Linked DNA regions of Ovis aries: region 2 is linked to region 1. Evidence: chromatin contacts called from public Hi-C data. All regions are on one chromosome and are shown on one strand. The core of a region is the stretch at or near the end of the contact, and the rest is flanking DNA. Distances in the headings are between cores, read along the strand shown. Region 1 holds the start of RAC2 (Rac family small GTPase 2). Region 2 overlaps CYTH4 (cytohesin 4).

Region 1 (4,292 bases), core at 645-3,144:
TTCCCCCTCCTTCTCTCACAGTCCATCTCACAGCCTGGCTCAGAACTCACCGTTTCTCTCCAGAGGTGTTCCGGTGTGTCAGTATCAGTGCTAGGGGGAGGTTTCTGGCATGTCAGTGGGAACCTGTTTCCCCCAGAGAAGGCCCACTCCCATCTGGTTAGGGCAGGAGGGTCTCGATGCTGGTCCCCACACACCTTCACCCTCTATCACCACCAGGCCAGACCCCAGAGGCCCTCCACTGCCCGCTCAGAGTGGTCTTGCACCCACCATTCTCCCTGCCCGAAATCGCTGCTCCTCCTCCCGCCAGGCCAGATGCTATGTCTCCCCAAGACTCTGCACTGCGCGTTCCCTGCCCTCAGCTCCCACCACTCACCTCTCCACTCCTCAGCTGCCGCCACTCACCTCTCCACTCCTCAGCTCCCGCCACTCACCTCTCCACTCCTCAGCTGCCGCCACTCACCTCTCCACTCCTCAGCTCCCGCCACTCACCTCTCCACTCCTCAGCTCCCGCCACTCACCTCTCCACTCCTCAGCTGCCGCCACTCACCTCTCCACTCCTTAGCACAGCCCCTGCCTTTACCATGAGCAGATAGGAGCAGGGACCACCCCCATCCTCCAGTCGGCCTGCCTGTCAGCCTTCAGGCCCCACATGAACCACACGGGACAAACCAAGGCACAGAGACCCCTTGGCTCCGAGCCCAGAGGCCAGGAGTCTTGGGGCAGCTTCTGCTCCATCCGCTCTCAGCGTTCCCTCCTCCCACACGGACCCCCAGCCATTGAACCGCATCACTCTCACCTTTTTCCTTGTGCCCTTGCTATGGTCAGTTGTCCAGCTCTGCCTGCTCTCAGGTGGGTGAGCTGGAGCCCTAACCCTAAGCAGGGAAGGGGAGGGAAGACACCTTCATCAGGCCCTGGCCTGGGGGGTGGGGAGGACCCTCCCGGACTGCAGGTCACCTGTACCACTCCAGGCTGACATGCGCTACTCAGTGCATATTCAACAACCTGCTGGGCACCGGGCCCTGGGGACATGGCCGTGGAAAAGGCCGAGACTCTGCCCAGGGGAGCTCAGAGCCGGCAGGGACACGGACTATAAAGAATATAATAAGTAGAATGAAATACAGGTGGTGAAAGTGCCCTGAGAAGATAACAAAGGAGGCTGGGGAGAAAAGAATGACACAGAAGGGCAGAGGCAGACTCAGTCTGACTAGAAACCAGGCTGAGTTCTCAAAGATCGAAGGCTGAGCACTGCAGGAGGGACCTGCCGAGGGCAAAGGTGGGGAGGAGCTCGAAGTGTTCTCAGGCGCAGCAAAAAGGCCCGTGGAGCTTGAATGAAGTGCACTAGGCCAAGTGGCCAGCAGGCCGACAGGCGCCAGGCACGACTGTGCAGGCAATCTGTGAACAGGGAAGCCACGGGAGCCACATCAATATGGGCCCCTCTGGTGGCCATGTGAGGAATAGAGCATTGTAGAACAGGGGCAGAAGCTGGGAGACTCTATCATCACAGAAATGTCCGCGTGAGACAGGATTGAGGCTAGGACCACCAAGGTGGTGGTGGAGAAGCTGTAAAGTGGCTAGACCCAAGATATATGCTGTGCGGTCTACAGGCTGATGGAGTCAAGGACGGTGCCAGTTTCATTCTTAGCAACTTGGCAGGTAGACGTGCCATTTAACCAGGAGGGGATGATGGTGGGAGGAGAGGGTTTGCAGGATGGGGAATTCAGGCTTCCATTCTGGAAATTTCGGTTGAGAAGACTATTGGACATGAGAATGTCAAGTATGGAGTTGGATGATGTGCCTGGAGCAGGGGAAGGAGCCAGACTAGAAATATAAGCGTGGAAAATCCCTCTTACCATATACTTGTCACTGAGTATGAAATATCTTGGGAGAGGGAGAGATATCTGTCCCCTCTCCAGGCTTTCCCAGACCCACCCTCACCCAGCTTCGGCCTCCTGCCCTGGCCCCACTTCTTGTCCTCCCTTCCACACCCCAGACAGCAGCTTATTCTCAGATTGCTCTTCCTGCTCAAGTTACCCAAAGCACCCTTAATTTCTCCCTACTTTGTTCTCCCAACCACACACTGGCTGCCTGCCTACCTCCCTACCCTCCACCCCCTACCCAGCCCATTCATGGGCTGCACACAGTGGTTGGAGAAAGTCCACTGGGGCAACTTCAACTTCAGTTTTGGCAAGGCACTGAGGTCTCAGCCATCCCCTTACTGAGCCCTTGAGGGCGCTCTTTCACACACGCCCGGGGCCCTCTGACCATCACCTATTCAGGAACCACACACCTTCTCCTTCAGTAGACCTCAACTCCCAACTCACTCTAACCCAGCCAGAGATGGGTCCTCCTCCAACTTCCTTCTCCCCCGACTCACGGACCTGGAGTCAGCTGTGTGATCACGCCCACCCCCTTCACTTGCTGGAGAGCCATGAGCACGTGGCCAGTGATGTGAGAGCCAAAGGACACTCCTAAATCCCCGGGAGGCTGAGGCCGCCCGGCCAGGTCTCCCTCTTCATCGTCTGTCCCTCTGCTCGCCTCTGGGATGCTGCTCTGATCTTTCTGCAGCATCTCCAGCTGCTTTCCCACATCCACCCCTTCCCACACCGAGCCTCCCAACCTAGGGAGGAACAGTCCTGGGGCTTTGCCTGTGTTCCCCCAAGCTTCTACCCCCCTATCCAAGCCATCTCTTGGCCTTACCTCTTAGGAAACCCCTCACCCACTGCAATCTGGTTTTTCTGTGGCCCACCTGTAGCAAGACCAGACCCCAGACGTCAATACACAAAGATGAGGTGTCCAGGGACTAGGCCTAGAAGGGCTGGAGACAAGAGACCCCAGTGAGCCAAAGACACACTTGGGAGCTAAATCTACACACTCAGGCTCTCCCGCAGCACTGTACTTCTGGAGACTGGCCTGCATCTATGTATTAGGCCATGTTCTTCAAAGGCACCAATGGAGCTCCAAAACAGATCGCCCCTCGCCACCCCTCCATTGAAACCACTCTCTCAAAGGTCATTGGGGACTTCCAGATTCCTAGACCCAAGGGCCACTTCTTGATCCTGTATCAGTCATATTTTCGTGCAGAAACTAAAACCACACTAGTTATCTTCAGTAGAGAGGGATTTAAGGTGGAGAATTGGGTGCTTTGAAAAATCACAGGAAGTACTCTGTGAGTGGGCGGGCCTCCAGGAACCACTCCTTGAACACCGCAGAACTGACCAAGGGAGCTGCAGCCGAGGCCACGAGCAGGACAGAAAAGCACAGTGAGGGGAGGGGAAGAGAAGGCAAGTGGGCTCACCCAGGACTCCATCACAGGCTCCGTTCTCCCAGCCTGTCTGCATCACTTGGCTGCACTCCCTGCCCTTTTAAGCATACTTGCTTCACATTTACTTGGCTTCCTTTGCCCGAGCTCCTGGTGTCTACAGACTCCACTCTGTCGCAGGTAACAGAAACCCAGCAGCAGGGCCTTGATCAGGTCGGTTAGTCAGTCAGTTCAGTCGCTCAGTCGTGTCTGACTCTTTGCGGCCCCATGGACCACAGCACGGGCCTCCCTGTCCATCAGCAAGTCCCGGAGTTTACTCAAACTCATGTCCATTGAGTCAGTGATGCCATCCAACCATCTTATCCTCTGTCATCCCCTTCTCCTCCCGCCTTCAGTCCTTCCCAGCATCAGGGTCTTTTCAAATGAGTCCGTTTGATCAGGTAGGGGGCCTTATTGCCTATTCAGCAAAACGTCGGGAAGAGGCCGCCCAGGCCTGAAGCAGCGGTCCTGTGATGCCGTCGGGAGTCTCGGCTCTGCCGGTGTCTTGGTCCCATCATTCTTAGCGCTTGTCATGTATCTCCAGCTTGCTGCTGCGTATCTGCCAGATGGTGGCCACACACTCACCCCCCTGCCCTAGCCTGACAGGCACATTCCAAGCAGCAGGAAGGCGGAAGGGCAAAGGACCCCAAACTCATTCTCTTAATGAGAATTTCCTTTTACTCAGGAAGGAGCACCCTTCCCCAGGAACTTCCTTATTGGTCGTAAAATGTCACATGGCCACCCTTGGCTCGGGAATAATAATTTAGCTTTCCAGACTCTGTCCCAGAGGAAGGAAAGGGGAAGATGGATTGGGAATAGTGTTGAGTGAGACAATTTTTAATGTTTGCCATAGCCAAAAAGGGAATTATTCATGGTTGTTCAGGCTTCAGGCAAGGATGGGTCCAGAAGCTCATATCATGTCATCCGTGGGGCCGGCCTCAGTCGTGTCTGACTCTTTTCGACCCTTTGGCCTGTCAGTTTCCTCTCTCCATGG
Region 2 (4,274 bases), core at 1,290-3,789, 50 kb after region 1:
CAGTCTCAGTCCTAGCTTTGTCTCAACTTGCTGTGTGCCCTCGGCAGAGTCACACTCCTTCTCTGGTTCCTGGAAAACTGTGGTGCTTGGCTAGGGATGTCCCAGCCCTTCTGGTTCTGCGCACTCCACCCCTCAACCTGCCAGCAGTGGCCCCTCTCAGACTGCTTCCTGTCTGTGGAAGGATAGGAATGTGCTGGGTCTCCCAAGGAGCTTCTGGCTGGAGATGTCTACACCTGTTTACTGAGCCGGAAGGGACTCTGGACTGAAGACTGCTGGGAGGCAGAGAGCAGAGTGGGCCCATCCTCAAGGATGTTCATTTTAGAAAAGGGACAGGTGGGACTCCGCAAGCAAATGGAAGAGACATACAGACATACTCAAGCAGACATACTCAAGCAGAAATGGTGGTACAACCAAGAAACCAAGATGAGAGCTTTGTGATCTGTGGTTACCAGGAGGGCTGCCTGGAGACAGCAGCCATGCCATGAGTGACATACACCCTTGTAGCAGAGTCCCTGCCACAATTTCCCTGCTGGACCACTGCCCAGGGCTCCTAAGGTGATGAGCAGCTGCCTCAGCTGGGTCCTAGCATCCTGAGACTCTCTGGCATAGCACCATCAAGTGTGAACAGGCAGGCAGTTCCGTCTCCAGCATTCCACAAACAGGTTTCTTCTCAGTAGCACGACTTACCCTGCCACACAGGCCCTGGGGGAGTCCCTAGAGGGAAGTTCCCTTGCAGGAAAACAGGATATGGGGTTACCTCGGCTCGACTGTCAGCCTGCGTAGGTGAGCCAGACAAGGTGAATTTCCCCAGGGAGGGGAAGCAACCTTTCTTCCCCCACCTCACAACATACACACAACACAACACACACACTCTCTGTGGGGTCAGGACAGAGGAGCTGCCTTGCAAGTGGTGAGGCCACTGTCTCTGGAGGTGTCCAAGCACCTCATAATGATACTGCACTGAGGTGGATCTGTTTGGGTGTGACAGGAAGAAGATTTACAGGACCTTTGAGGTCTTCCACAGGCCCCATGGCAGCATGGGAGCTGAATGCCACATCTGCTGCCTTTTCTGGCCCTGAAGGGGCAGCCAGGCGTCAGGGGCTCTGAGGTCCTCTCCTGCCACCGGCTGTGCAATCTTGGTCCACTCTCTTCCCCTCTCTGGTCCTCGGCTTCCTCCCCTCTCACTGAGAGGGTGGAATGGGGGATTTTCTGGGCATGAGTGGCTGTTCTGGGAATCACTCAGAATAGAGAATAAAGCTCATGAGTCAACTCGTGGGTGGGGCTCTGTCCTCTCCATGACCACATCTGCCATCCTTGAGGCCAGCATAGACCCTTCACCCTCATCCCTTTCCCAGCTGGATACCAGGAGGGCCAGATGGGGAAGAGTGGGCACTCAGCAGACCCTGGACCCTCATCCTCTGGCCACTGGGGGCTGCCACCTGGACAGAAATCTCCAGGAGCTAAATTTGAAGCAAGGGTCCCTCTAAGCAGGGACAAGAGTGCACTGGTTCTGCCAAGGCCAGGGGAAAGCAAAAGAACTTCCCAATAGGCCATGCTGTCTGAAGACAGAAAGGATGCTGCCCAGGAGATAAGCAGTGAGTTCCCTGTCCGAGAAGGGATACAAGTACAGATTGGATCCAGTGATCACTTGGGGAGTCACAGAGGGTCTTGAATTTGTTACTCTTCATTCATACTTTCCACAGTCTTATATTAAGTGCCTTGTTTCAAGCACTGGTAGAACAAGACAATAGCCATGCCTGCATGGGGCTGACTTTCTGTTTGTCCTGAGTTCTAGGCAGCCCCTTCAGATGTGCAGGCCACTGAGATGGCCCCCACACCTTAGTCCAGCCCCTTGTCTGAAATGCCACCATTGCGTCACTCTTTGAAGATCTTAAGGCGTTGAATTTATCAACTTTCATTCGGCCCGGGTTTTTGAAGCACCTACTATGTGCCAGGCTCCACACACAGAACCAAGGATCCAAAGATGATCAAGGCAAAGCCCTTGCCCTCGAAAGGAACTCAAGTCTAGTGGGGAAAGACAGACCATTTCAACTCATGCTGTTACACAGAGTGGAGCACATGGGCCGGTGGAGGGCTGAGCTGGGCGGCCAGGCAGTCCTGGGGGCTTCTCGAAGGAGCCGTACTTGAGCGTCGGCAGCCAGGTGGGAGAGAAGACACACACCTGACTCTGCGGTGAGCTCACTTCAGCTCTGCCCCTCCCCATCACACACATCCTGACTGCGAATTCCTCACGGGCCAGATTGTCACTGCTAGGTGCCTGGCACACAGGATGCGCGAGAATTCTTTGACTGAAGTCAACTGAGAAGACTCTCTGGGCCTCAGCATTAACTAGTGCAAGTATCTAGAGGCGCAGGGAGCTGTGGGAACAGTGAGGCGGCTAGGTGGGGGCGTGGCTAGAGAGGTGGGCGGGGCCACATAGCAATCTGGTCCAGCTCTGCCTTGCTGGCCCAGGACTCACCGGCTCCGGTGGCCTCTGCCCTCCTTCCCGTCCTTCTGCCACTGCTCGCTCTGGGCAGCAGGGGGCTCCCACCACTCGTGGATGAGAGGTTCCGCGACGCAGCCAGCCGGGAGCTGAACTGGCTGCCCCTTGTAGGAATGAGGCCTCGGCCCAGAGTAGAGCCTTGACGTCGGCCTCCTGGAGAAGGATGCACCCGGTCGACTAGGACCTGTGGGGTCCAGCAGCCCCAGACACCTGAGGGCACAGATGCCCATCGGCCTCCCCCCTCTCTTCATCTGGGGCACAGTCACCCTGCTCAGTCTAGGAGTTAGGATACCCTGGCTCTCTGAGGGCTTTCAGGTTGTGTGACCCTGAACTAGTAGCTTGCTCTCTCTAGATGTGATCTTCCTTCATGAAGGGTTCAGACAGGTGAGTTTCTGGACATAAACCTTTAATGGGGACTAGGGAATATGTGTCAGATATGGGTACCAGGTGGCCCCTGCCCTGAGATGAAGTGAGGCTGGTGTGTGTGGTGGGGTTGGGTGGCAAGTGAGAAGGTGCCACAAAAGCCCCTTACTGTGATAGGCCACAGAGGGCAGTAGTGAGGCCATCCTGGGTGGCGGGGATGGGGGGGGGGGGGGGGCATGGGGGGTGGGGGCATGGGTTCAAAGCCCAACTCTACCCTGCGTCTTAAGCAAGTTTCCTAGGCATTCTGAGCCTCAGATTGCCCATCTATAAGATGAAAATAATAGACTATATGCAAAATACTTAGGACAGTGTTGAGTACCTACTCAAGATTAAGTGCCATTATTATTATCATCACTTCAAGGCAAACTATATACATGGTTTGGTGAAGATACAAAACAGGCTGGGCCATTGGAGGAGGAACTATTCATGCAGAGGTTGAGGGGATTGTAGATCTGGGAAAGCTTCTTGGCATAGGTGCCCATGAAAGATAAAATAACTGGAGGCCTGGGTTTTCTAGCCAGGAGGAGCCAAAACAAGGATGCTTATTCTGGGACTCCCTTGAGAGTCCCAGAACAAGCCCCCAAAGCAAGAAGGTGAAAGGTTGAGGGGCTAAGCTGTGTGCCCCAAATGTAGTCCCTTGCATCTCCAAGGCTATTTTGCCCTTTGTCATGAAACTCTGACTGGGGATCCAATAACATGGCTGCTGAATGAGGCCATCACAGAAAGAGAGAGAACAAGCTTGGCACAGGATGGCCTGAGGTGGAGTAGGAGTGGGTAAGGAGGACCCCTGCCCAGTGCCTGGAAGCGTAGAGCTGGTCCTGGGGCCAGGAAATGGGGAGGGGGCAGGCAGCCAGGAGTCGAGTGGCAGGTGTGAGAGACCTGGAGAAATTGATATATTAGAGACTATGAAAGGAGCTAAATATGTTTGCCAGCTCAGCGATGACTCAGGCTTTCCCCAGGGGTCCACAAAGTGTGAGCATCAAGGAATCAAAGTCAGGCCTCCACCCACCCAGGCTCTACCAGCCTGGAGCCCGTCCTTTGCAATGGAAGGACCACCCAGAGTGCCCTGAGAGCATGGTCCTCAGGGGGCAGCAGAGACCTCACCCCTCCAGCCAGCATCCCCTACCTGCCCCCTTACCAGCCAGACTTCTCCAGAATGGCTGAATAATGAAGCTTCAAAGTGAGACATATCTGGGTCAAAGACCTGGCCTGGCCCCAAATTGCTGCGTGATCTTAGACAAGTGACTGACCCTCTCTGGTCCCACATTCACTAGGAAGGACAGATCCCCACCAAGTCAGGGCCCTTCCTCCATCTCCCTGTCTGGCAGTGTCATTCCTACCCAATTTG

The links. Hi-C and Micro-C count contacts between places; a contact is called where the count stands out from the background.
Region 2: a Hi-C map of blood shows a contact between it and region 1, with 1.9 times the contacts expected there. The contact joins the enhancer-like site here to the promoter of RAC2 in region 1. A contact is called at or near these places in 2 of 16 Hi-C or Micro-C datasets (both in blood).

The regions. Positions count from the first base shown.
Region 1 is chr3:181,307,142-181,311,433 of ARS-UI_Ramb_v3.0, forward strand. RAC2 (Rac family small GTPase 2) reads right to left here and starts at 1,895. Exons shown (of 7, transcript XM_060414176.1): 1 at 1-1,895.
Region 2 is chr3:181,356,357-181,360,630 of ARS-UI_Ramb_v3.0, forward strand. CYTH4 (cytohesin 4) reads left to right here. Exons shown (of 9, transcript XM_042247269.1): 9 at 1-1,269. Among named protein-coding and RNA genes, the nearest start is that of CYTH4, 32 kb to the left of the region's middle. Within about 2 kb of position 2,540, at least 18 of the 54 cell types and tissues checked have an H3K27ac peak or open chromatin away from gene starts, as enhancers often do.